Linked DNA regions of Solanum lycopersicum: region 2 is linked to region 1. A link is a contact called in public HiChIP or PLAC-seq data. All regions are on one chromosome and are shown on one strand. The core of a region is the stretch at or near the end of the contact, and the rest is flanking DNA. Distances in the headings are between cores, read along the strand shown. Region 1 holds the start of LOC101244774 (probable carboxylesterase 120). Region 2 holds the start of 20ox-2 (gibberellin 20-oxidase-2).

Region 1 (6,428 bases), core at 3,872-6,371:
ACCAATAAGAACTTTCTTTTAGACTAACTCTTTCACTCTTTGTTTTCTCATATGAATTGTGTGTCTCTAAAACCAAATGAAGACTACCACTATTTATACTACAAGAATTCTTCCTAGCAATGAATAGAAAGATAATGGATGTAGTAAATAGTGAAGATAATGGCCTTAGGAGTTTCATAGGTTACATAAGTTACAATAGGAATTACATAGGTTACAATAGAAGTTACATAGATTACATATGTTACAATAGGAGTTACATATGTTAAATAGGTTACAAAGTGTAATGGAAGTATTAAGAATGAAATAAAGCGATGAATAACCAATACTAATGGATGATGTAGAAGTCATTCATTTCAATGTTCATTCTTATAACTTCAAAATAAAGCAATTTAATATGTTAAATATTAATATTAAAATGTTAATAACCTAACATTTGGAAGTAACATCAAGAGCAGACGAAGAAATCTTTTCGGCACTCATACACAACACATCAAGATACCAAAGATTACAATGACATACAAGGCTTCCGGAGCATTCAGAGGCAACATCAGAAATATATTATATACGAAATACGTTGAAGGAACAAGTGTTACTATGACAATTTTTGACAGAAAAATCAAGTTAGCAGCATGCTTTGAAAAACACTGACACAAAAGAGAAACTTGTGAGATCATTATTTGCAATAATAACATTAAAGTTGATAGACAGATAGGCAAGCAATAGATAAAAACATGCGACTCCATATTGAATGGCTTCCGAATTTCTAAGGAAACCTCCAGCAGAAATTTCAAACGGCTACTTCCTCGGAAACTTGAACTGAAGAAATTTTTGTTTCACTTCTTGGATACTGTAGTAAATTATACTCATTTCTTCAGCGAGAAAAGTTTTCAACCTCAAAAGACCCCCTCTATTTCTCCCGATATATATATATATAAATTTTCAAAGCTGCCTCCCAAAAGAAAAATCCCCCTCTTCAAAAAGAAGCCAAGTCTAAATATATATGAGAAAATATCTCGGGTTCAAAAGGGAGGGAAAACGATGAAAAAATTTCAAATTCGAAATTCTAAATCCCTGAGGGATATGGTTCAACTAGTTGTACCTAGTACCAAGCTCAACGGATGAAGAAGGAGAACCGTTCGATTTCGGAACAAGGAGGGGATCGCTCCACCTGGCACTGTTTCCGTACGAACCATCAGGGATAAAGAGGAAGACGACAACGAGTACTGAGTACTGGGTTGTACTCGTTCTTCACTGTGAGTTTGTCAATTTGTCGCGTGAGGAGACGCAATTGCTGCTCTGTTTTGGGGCGTCCTCTGGCGTGGGGAGTAGCGAGGTTCTCTTTTGAGGGAAAACAAATGGGCTGGGTCGGGTCTAGGATGAAGGAGAGTTGGAGTGGGCTGGAGGAGAAAATAGGTTGGGCTGGGAACAGTCATCTTGAAGGGAAAATGGGTCTCTTGGAGGGGGTTCGGCCTGAGATTGGTTTGGGTCACTGGAAATCGACTTTAGTTAATTAACGAACTTTCTAAATTTTAATAGGAAAAAAAAACTCAATTTTGAACTAAGGACTCGAAATAGAAGATACTGATTTAATCAAATTAATTTAGTGAAGCGTCAAGTAAAAAGACGATTTTCAAATATTTTATAAAATAAATTAATGATATAATGACATATATATATATATATATATAATTTAAAAATTATGAAAAATCGACTAAAGCTACTTTAAAATGACTTCAGAATTATTTTAAACTTTGTGAAGTCAAATATTTTAACTTGTTTGGAATTTGGGAAACTCGATGATTAATTTATATCGTGGGGTTCAAAAGTAGGCTTAAACATTACGTTTTATACACTACCTCCCCGTCTCAATTTATGTGATATATTTTGAATTTCAAAATTCAAACAAGTATATTTTTGGCCACTCCATAAATTTTTTATATATATTTTAAATATTTTGAATTGTCAATAATTGTGACTTATAATACTTTTTACATAGTTTACAAATATGTTAAATTTTATTTTTAAAAAATTGAAGATTTCATGCGCAAATTCCTAATCAAACTTAAACTGTTTTTACTCTCAAAAAATAAATTTAACACATAAATTGAGACAAAGAAAGTATTTTTTTTATATTTTAATTTGTAATTTGTATAATAACATTTTTATCTGTATAACTTAAGTATATAGGACGAAAATATATGTATTAGTATTTGTATATACATTTTCTCTCACTTTATACAAATACAAATACATTTTATATACTTTACACCGAAATGTATAACATGGCGAGTTGTGTATCGAATCACATGGCAAAAAATGGGGATCTTTGTTGCAAATTATAATTAAAATAAACTATGGCTGTGACATTTAATTTGAATTAATAGTTTGTTATTTCATACAATTTTCTCAAATTATAAACAAGTCAAGACGACTAACTAGTAGTGAACTGAAAATTTGAAGGGAAAATTACATGGGGATGACAAATATCCTTATGTAATTCGTTAATAAGGGTATATTTTAATTCATTTACAGTCAGTAAGTACAGTTTCAAATTTTTGGCCATAATTTATGCAACCCACTGCCTATTTGTATACAGGATAAAAATCATCATCCAAAGATTTATATATAATTTTATTCAAAATCAAATTTATCTCTATTATTCTCATTCCATATCTTTCTCCTAAATTTATTCTTCCCTTCTAATTTAAATTTCGATTGAGAAAATTTTGACCTTCTCCCTCCGATGTTCTTCCACTTTTCGCAAGTAACCGCCAAATTCATGGCTTTCAATATTTTTTTTCTTTGATTCCTTCTTCAACAATTGTATGTGTAGTATGATTGTTAGTTTTTTCGTATATTTTTTTAAAAAATCTTTATTACTTATCAGAGTACAAGTCTTTCAAAATCAGAATGGATGATTCCACTCTATCTATGAGGATTACGAGAGGTATGTCATTGTATGTCAATGTTGTTGATAATTCACCTTCATTTCAATTGGGTTAATTCAGGATTTTGGGGTCAATGTAGGGTTTATGGCAAAACATAAACAAGTTCAAGTTGAACAATCTATTGAAGAATTGAGATCCATGAAAAAAAATGACTCAATGGCAATTCATAAAGTCATCAACAACGTGAAATCTTGCGACATTAAGATTGTTGAAGGTGGAAGTAAGAGAAAAATCATAAACATTGATTCAGAGGAGATTGAAACTGTCTCATCAGAACTAGACAAAACTAAAGAATATCGGGAACATCAGGTAGTATAATTTATATACAAATTATAAAGTTATGTATATAGTGGGCTGTATATTAAGGTAATATATACAAAGTATTATGAGACAATTCTTAATTGTATATTATATTAGTTGTATACCAATTACTAAAGTTAGGTATATAGTGACTTGTATATTAAGGTAACATGTACAAAGTCTTATGAGGCAATAGCTATTTGTATACAATTATTTAATTTTGTATAAAATAAATTTGGTAAAATCACTCTATTATACATATACAAAATTATAAAACATTGTACAAATTCGTCGATATATACAAAAAATTATGAATATAATAAAATATTGTATATATAAACGTTACACACTAAAATATACAATAGATTTGAAGCTTACTATATATATACAATTAACAAATGAATATTATACAATCAGTTTAATCATTAATATTTTTTTTTAAAAAAAAAACATGAAATCACAGTGCACATATAATTATGTAAAATATACCCCTATACCCATTGAATGTAATTTCATAAAATCTGTTTGCCATATATGAAATTTTCCCAAATTTGAATACTTAAAGTTTAACGTAGGCCAAAGTCCGATTTCCTGTTCGCTTGAACCAGCCAATTGGGCCTTTCTGCTACTGATTTGGGCTTTGGCCCAATTCCCATTTTGTATATCTTTTATGTATCACTGTATATGTTTATTATTTTTCCTGTATATTGCATGTATAAATAATGTACTTAAGACACTGTCAATGAATAAATAAGTTTCCTCACGACTATCAGTTACATTTTTTGATATGATATCAGATCTTCTTATTTCAACATCACTTGTAGCTTCAACTTCAATGGTAGCTGTAGTATCTTCTTCTCTTATCAATTTGTTTCTTTTATTTCCGTGAACTTTAATTTCGGTTACTCTCTTCTATTTTCTTGTACTCGTTCATCAAATTCTGAATTTAAACTTGATATAGTTAAATAAAGGATCACACGGAATAAAAAAAAGCGCTAGATTTTCTATTGATAGATATCTTAATTAAAAGACTCACACACACATATACTTGAAGATACATCTAACATTGCTTGTTCATTGTCATTTTCATCATCACAATACACATGTTTAACGATAGGGACCACATTCTCAAAATTTGATTCATTATAATAGTCATAAATGTCTATTGTGTTCCCATTATTTTAACAATAGAGCAATGTCTACTTAACAAATAGGGTCTTTAGTTAGTTCTATCAATTTTTTTAAAGTCTTTCTTGCTAAATAATTGATGGTGTAAAATGACTTTTGTTAAAGTAACTTGTCTACATATACCGAAAGGTGAAAGCAACTCCCAAATCATTAATTTTATCTTCCATTTGGTATTTTCTCTGTTTTATTTTATTTGGTTTCAATGTTAACAAATAAATATTTTTAAAAACATTCACAAATTAGATGTTTTTTTATTTTTAGAATTCAATAACTACACCAATATATTTGAATTTAGAGTTTTAAAATATAACTCTAACTAGAATTTTGTATGTCAAGGTTAACAGAGTTCAAGTGATATAAAACAAAGGGCGCACTTTGTCTTTCATATTAATTCTCAAAATTTTTGATAGTTAATTTGATTAATTCTTATAACTAAATTAAATACTAAAAATTAAAATTGAAATACTAAAAAATAATATAAATTGAAATATTGTCTATTGCACGGGAACCGATTCTAAGATTCTTTTTTTTCTTTGCAATATTTTTGTGTAAAAGCTTTCTCCGTTATTTTATAAAAAAAAATAATGATGATAATCAAACGTTAATGAATTTTAATATGCAAATGTCAAGTAGTTTCTCATAAAGAAAATATCATTTGAAAGTGACAAATATTTCAAAACAAAGTAGATATTATGAAATTGAACATGGTCAGAAATGATCCAAACTAAAGAAATAGTCATTTCCTAATAAACCGACAAGTAGCACCTTCTTCGCATCGATAACAACTTCCACTCCTCACAGACTATATATATATATAACACCTAAACTTTTGCCTCTTTTAGGACAAAATAGAATAGTAACTTGTTAGGGCGATAATGGCTAGCCAAAGATTTGCTCGTCCAATTTTTGACAATCCTTTTGTTAAGATTCAAGAATTACCAGGTAACACAGTTAAACGTAACTCTGAATCCCTCAAACAAGCCAATTGTGATCCAAAAGGCACATCCTTAGTCGTAACAAGGGATGTTGATCTTGACACAACAAAAAACACTTGGCTTCGACTATACGTCCCAAGACGTTTAACAAAAAATCCAAATCCTAAGAAATTGCCACTGATTATGTACTATCACGGTGGAGGCTTTGTTTATTTCCATGCCAATACTTTTATATTCGATGTCTTTTGCCAGGCACTTGCTGAAAGAGTTGGTGCTATGGTGATTTCACTTGAATATCGTCTAGCCCCTGAACATCGACTTCCTGCTGCTTATGATGATGCTATGGATGGCTTAGAATGGCTTAAGAATACCAAGGATGAATGGGTTTGTAATTATGCTGATTTGACTAAAGTTTTTCTTGGTGGAACTAGTTCTGGAGGAAATATAGCTTATAATGCAGGTATGTATTTCAAAGTTAATTTTGGGAAAATGCACGAGTATCCTGAACTTATATTTTGTAATTTTATAAATCTTTTGTCTTACGTGACACACACTGTGACTCCACACAATTGAGGCACGTGGATGCCACCTAACTTGAAAAAAAAGTTTACAAAATTACAAAAGAAAATAAGTTCAAGGGTAATAGGACTATGGGATTTTGGTCATAATTTCATTTTTTGTGTTTAGTTTTCGGTTGTATTTTGAAGTGTCAAATTACCCTATCAATATTTTTACAAAGATGGTTCATATGAAAAGTGAACGTGAATAAGTTAACCCTGGGATCATTAAATTAATGAGGAATTACATTGAATTGAGTGTATGCAGGTCTACGTGCGGCAGGTATGGCAAAAGAGCTAGAGCCAATAAAGATCAAAGGTTTACTATTACATCATCCATTTTTCAGCGGTAAAAACAGAACAGAATCAGAGGAAAAGCAGAAAGATGATCAACTACTCCCACTTGTTGCAGTAGACAAAATGTTCGATTTATGTTTACCAAAAGGAGTAGATCATGATCATGAATACTGCAATCCATGTGCTAATGGAGGATCAAAACA
Region 2 (6,428 bases), core at 421-2,920, 45 kb after region 1:
AAGGTAAAATAAATTTTATTTGACTTTTAAAATTGAAATTATCATATAAATTCAAATCTATAAAATATTTATTTATTATACTTTTTAACCTTAATCACAAGATTGTTTGTCTAAGATGCCTTACATGTCTCACTTAAATAATATCGAACTATTTGGGATTTTGGTACCTTATTACACATGTTATAATATTTGTACGACTGTAACAATCTTTCGATATAGAAAAAATGAAAATTTTAAAAATAATTATTTTCAAATATTGAAATGGACAAATAATGACAATAATGACATAGTGTCAAGCAAATTGATTGGAGGAAAGAGTAAATACTTTTGATTTTGTAAATGTCAATTCAATTAGGTAAAATGACTAGTCATTAGAAGGCATATATGTTAAGAAATGTCTTTTCTTTCTTACCATAAATGTGTCACCTATGTTAACGACAAAAGCACTATTATTTGGACTGATAGAGCGCCACTGGTTGTCCATGAAAACTTGTAGTCCTGAGACGTTGTCTTGATGGAGGATGGTTAATGATGTTGGGTCACAATGTGGTCCAGTTCCTAACGCAAGATCTGGTTTTAGACATGTTGGATAATAGTTGAGTCTCATAATCGATTCATTTTCTTCAAAGAATTGTTTGAAATGGTTTTTGCTCACGCCTAGGCTCTCGCCCAAGAGTTCCATGATCCCAGAAGAGAGAGTGCTCATCGCATTACAATACTCTTGGTAAAACTTCCTATCATAATGAAAAATAATAATAATAAACATTCGTCATGTTGATTAATAAAGAAGATTTAAAAAAATTAAAGCATACAAAAAAAAAGTATGTATCAAAGTTTAACGAGACTCTTAACAAGTTTTAGTGAGATGATTACATAGCAAATATGGTATCAATAATGCAGACAGAGGTCCTGAGTCCGAAAGAAACATACTTTTATACGTCTAATCATATTTTCAACATGTCATTTGTCAGCTCTGACATATTTAAGAAACGTACCGAATCGAAGATATAATTACGTAGCTAGCCCAAAATGATTTATAGATAAAGTAATGACCTAATAAAATAAAACAAAATGGTCACGTCCTCTTACCCAATATGGCTAAAGTCTTCCCCCATTGTTTTTAGAAAATATTGATCAAGCATGTGGGACGAGCCTTGTAGGGTAGAATATGGAAAAGAAAGTGTCTCTTTCCAAGGTAACTTGGATGAAAATCTCTCAGTAAAGCTACTAGCATAACCACAATGATCTCCTCTCTTCCTTTGAATCTTTTGCTTGTCGGAAAGTGGCAATTCAAAGAACATGTCCATATAGCGATGTGCAAGTGAGATAAGATTAGTATCAACACCATGATTTGCCACGAGAAAGAAACCGTGCTTCTTGCATGCTTCATCAACCAGACTAGATTCACACTTAGCTGCAATCGGATCACCAGAAAGGAATGCCCCTAAATCAATAAGCGGAACATCAAGTTCACCAACAAAACCACTAGGCTTCTCGTGGTCCGGCCATATAAATTGTCTAGGAATGTTCGATTCATTTTTAAGTACAGATGAGTCGAAAATGAGTGACTTTTTCTCATCTTGTATCATAGGCATCACCATGCAATCAATGGCCATTGTCATGACTTGTTAATAATAGAGAAAAATTAAAGAGAGAAAAAAAACGGAAGCCGTTAGGAGTGGGTAACAAAATATTGGATTCTTATAGGTGTCTTTAGCAGGAGAAATAAATTATCACTTTGCAAACAAGGGGCTTGGTGAAACTTAAAATTTCAGTACAAGTCCATAAGTTATTTGTCTTTTTCAAATTTGACAGTAAAGCTCTTTCCCAATGGTCTTTGGCGTTTCTATCACGAGGACCTAACTCTGCGTACGTGATATTCATCTTAATTCCGCGTTTCTTTTTTAATTTATGTGATGTATTTTAAATTTTATAATGTTTTAGATAAAAAATTTTAAAAAAGAAAATTCTAATTTATGATCAAAATTAAATTATTCGATTTTTTTAAATTCAAACATATTATATAATTATAATATGATAAAACTTTGTTATATTTAAATTATTTATATTAACATACATCGAAGAGTTCGAAGTTTGATTACTATTATTTAATTAAGAAAAAACTATCTAAGAAATATTTAAGTTTTTTCTTAATTGTGATATTTAAGTTTTTTCTTAATTGTGAATTTTATATTTAAAGTATTATATTCAAACTATAACTCATTCATTCGAGAAATATATGTTTGTGTGTGCATAATACAATCTCTATTTTATTTAAGAAAATCATGTTTTCTTTGGGATAAATTTGACCATGATAAACTGTTAATATTAGTTAAAATGTTACAGATTAAAATATGCATACGACATAAATAAAATATTTCATTTTGATAAAAAATAAATAAAATATTAATATTAATTGATGATTAAAATACCAATATTCCTCCTAATAAGAAACTGATTTTTAATAAAGTAAAATTTAAAACATTTTTATCCCATTCTACCACCCCACAAACCACCCATTCCTTCCGAATTTTTTTAGATATTATTTTTTAAAAAAAAAATAATAATAATATTTCATCTCATCTAATTTTTCGCTCTCAATTTTTTCTACTGACGTATTTTGTGACAAGCAAAAAAATATTCTCTTGAAAATATATGTATCTATCAAATACAAAATAAGAAATTAAAACACCAGCTTGGAGCGGAGGTTAGGAGGGAATGGAATGAGTATATTTTTTAGGAAAAAAAGATAAATTATATCTACTTGGAAGAGGGAGGGGAGAAAAGTGGAGGGGGATGAAGTAAGATTTTCTTAAACAAACTTTCATAAAATATATATTTATTTTTTTAAAAAAAAAGGGAATTTTTTAGTGAAGGAGGCTAAGCTGGGTCCTGGGCGGATGTGACGGAATTTGGTAAGAAAAATATTTTTTTTTTTGGGACAATGATACTTCAAATTTCAACTCCTATCTAATACTCATATTAATAATCTATTTAACTTTTATTAAAGTGAAATGTTTTGTTCTGTGAAGTGTTATATGATTTATTTTTAAAAAAAGTAAAAGAGACAAACGATCAGTATTATGCACACTAAGAGAATGTAATATAATAGGGAGTTTATTTTTCAAATAAACGAGTGATACTTAAATATGAAATTTATATTTTCAATAATATGAAATTAAAAAATTAATAATTTTGATATGTTTTGAAAATTTATTACTTTATTAATTATTTAATAATAAAAATAATATTAAAATATATCTTCTTTGATTTGTTAAGAAAAAAAATTGAATGGAGAAAGAAACATATTTCTTACTACAGAAAAGAGCCTAAAATATCCTTAAAGTATTGAAAATGGTATAAAATTATCCTCTATCCACCTATTGGTTTCAAAATGTCCTTCTCATTCACCTATTGGCTCCAAAATGCCCTTTTTATTTACCTATTGTCTCCAAAATACTCTTGTCATCAACCTTTGGGTTCAAAATTGACCACTTATTTAATTGTTTTAAAATTAAACTCATTAAATATTTTTTAAAATACTCGGCGTTCAATTATTAGTTATAATTTAATTTATTAATATAATTTATAAATCAACCCACTATCCACTCATTATTAACTAAACGTCACCCAATTAATAATCCAATTATAATATCAAAATCGATAAAAAAAAACTACTAAAACACGATGAAATTATAGATTCTTGAAAATGACATCCAAAATTATTCGAGTCAAATCAAAACCCCAATTAAATTTAGGTTGAGCCACTTATTTAGGACGACACTTTCAATAGGATTATGTTTCAAAATTGAATTAGAAATTTATGATTAAAGTTAAAGAAGTATATATTCCGAATTAATTCATGCACCTTTTTTAAATATAATTTTATAAATATTTATGATTTGTTTTACAACCTTTAATATATTATTTGAAAAAAAGTTATCTATGAAGTAGCATCACATAATTGAGACGTAAGGATAGTTAAGATTAACATAGTCAGACTTTTAAGTTTATCGATAATTTTTTATTTAGAAATTTGAATGTATGATAGTTTACTTCTATCGATATTTTCACCTCAAATATTTAAAAACACTCAATTGGTAATAGTTTTTCTTTTGTTTCTTTAATAATGTGACGGATTTATTAATTTGGAGGAGTTTAATTAGTAATAGGTGGGTAGTGGATTGATTTATAAATTATACTAATAAGTTAAATTGTATCAAATAGTTTAACGCCACGTATTTAAAAAAAAATATTTAAATAGTTTAAATTTAAAACCATTATATAAGTGGTTAGTTTTGAACCAAAAGGTGAATTACAATGGTATTTTGAAACCAATAGGTGGGTGAGAAGGGTATTTTGGAGCCAATAGGTAGATGGAAGTTAATTTTGTACTATTTCCAATACTTTGAGGGTATTTTAGGCCCTTTTTCGTTTGAACTGTTCTTCAAGAGGAGGTATAGAACTGCGGCGCAATTGAATATACTCCTCCTTTCAATACTATTGAATATATTTTTTACACTTGTATAGTTATATTAAGATGGGCAACTTTCACACATAGCAATCAAAAAATTCATTATTGTATGCTATAACAAACTTTGCATAATTGCGCTCCATAGCAAACATAAAACTGTATAATTTGCTATACATATACAATTGTATAATTCGCTGGCATAAATTGTATAATTCGCTGGCCTAAATTGTATAATTCGCTGGCTTATTTCGCTGTAATTGTATAATTTGTTTTGCATACAGTTGAATCGAATTAAAATGTATGTAAACCTTAGTCTATATGTTGCTCGTGAGCCGCCAAGTACCAGTCTCGCAACAGTATTGGCGCAAAAGGATCGGTCCTTCACTTGCTGATCGTTCGCGAGTCGAACTCGCTATTGCATAATTATAAGTGTATAGCAAGAAGATGTATGTTTTTCTCGCTTTATACAAAAACAGAAACACAATATATACATTTCTGTTGTATAAAGCTAGAGAAAATTGTATTTCACTACAATTGTATAATTCGTTGGCCTTTTTCTCTGCAATACTTGAAGTAAAATGTTTGTAAATTGTATAATTAAGTGTATAACACGAAGATATACATTTTTGCATGTGTATACACAATTTTCTCTTGCTTTATACAAAACAGAAACAGAATTATACACTTCTGTGTATAAAGCGAGAGAGGCGAGAGAGAATGGAGAGTGGCGAGCGAGATTTTTGGAAGAGAGACGCTGGCAAATTTTAGCTAATGTTTGCTATGGAACACAATTAAATCAAACCCTAGCTATTCTATTTAATTTAGGTTATTAGTTTGCTATTATATACAATTTTTCCTATTAAGAATTATAAATTTTAAAAATTGTTTTAGTGTATTTTTTTTTAAAAAAAAATTATACAAATAAATGAGATAGCTTTAAAAAAATTAATTATAGAAAAAAATATTAAAAAAATTAATTTACATTCTCTAAATTTAACAAAATAAACAACATATATTAGACCGAGAGAATACCAATATTTGACGTACTTGAAAAAATAATTAAATACATTATTCCACTCTCAATTGGCACTGAATTTCTAGTTATACAGTATTTTAATATTCTTTTATTTCAACTTACATGATATACGAGTTTCCGTACTAGCACATATTTAATATTTATTATTTTCTTGTTTCATTTTTTATAACAGATAAAATTTATTAAATTTTAATATGATTTTATATATTTTAAGTTATTAATTATTATGATGTATAATACTTACTTTCATGTTTCAATATAGTAGCAAAATATAATTTTAAGAGTCAATATATTCTTAATTATTGAGATTTTAATTTGTAAACTATCATGATTTATAATTTGCACAATATTTAAAATATGCAAAATAAATTTAAAATAAAATAAATAAATAAAAATAAAGAAAAAATAAAAAAAATAATAAAACTATGAAATCACACGGATAAAGCAGAGATGTGATGGTTACTAGTGCATGGCTATCCACGCTTATAGTTATCAAAACTTATATGATATTCTTTGATTTTTTAAATAAAATTAAGAAGTAAATCATATTTTAAAGTTGTTGTCTAAATTTTCTATTTGCTATTTATGGGGGCTATAATTCATTTAGTAATTTGCACTCTAAATGTATGTATGCATTCATTTACGACTTATACTTTATTATATTATTTTTAGTTCTTCGCCAAAGTTTTTAAAAAATCTCTTTTCAACTATTTATACTTTTCAACTATTTATAAAAATAAAATTGAAAAATTAACAATAATATTAGTAACTAACTTTTTTTAATCTAATTCATGCGCTTTACATGCAATCTTTTCACATTAAAAATGATTTGTTATTTTTTTAGGATTAAAATAATGGATTTTCGTTTATAAAACATACTAAAAGAATTGAAAAAACAACTTGAAATTTAAATAAGCA

The links. HiChIP or PLAC-seq counts read pairs in DNA pulled down with a chosen protein or histone mark.
Region 2: an RNA polymerase II HiChIP or PLAC-seq map of leaf shows a contact between it and region 1, with 4 times the contacts expected there. The contact joins the promoter of 20ox-2 here to the promoter of LOC101244774 in region 1. A contact is called at or near these places in 1 of 8 Hi-C or Micro-C datasets (leaf) and 1 of 1 datasets of contacts at active chromatin or transcription factors (leaf).

The regions. Positions count from the first base shown.
Region 1 is chr6:26,857,579-26,864,006 of SLM_r2.1, forward strand. It overlaps LOC101244774 (probable carboxylesterase 120), which reads left to right and starts at 5,122. Exons shown (of 2, transcript XM_004240700.5): 1 at 5,122-5,831; 2 at 6,197-6,428. The coding sequence starts at 5,312.
Region 2 is chr6:26,905,570-26,911,997 of SLM_r2.1, forward strand. It overlaps 20ox-2 (gibberellin 20-oxidase-2), which reads right to left and starts at 1,671. Exons shown (of 3, transcript NM_001247699.2): 1 at 1,090-1,671; 2 at 413-734. The coding sequence starts at 1,622.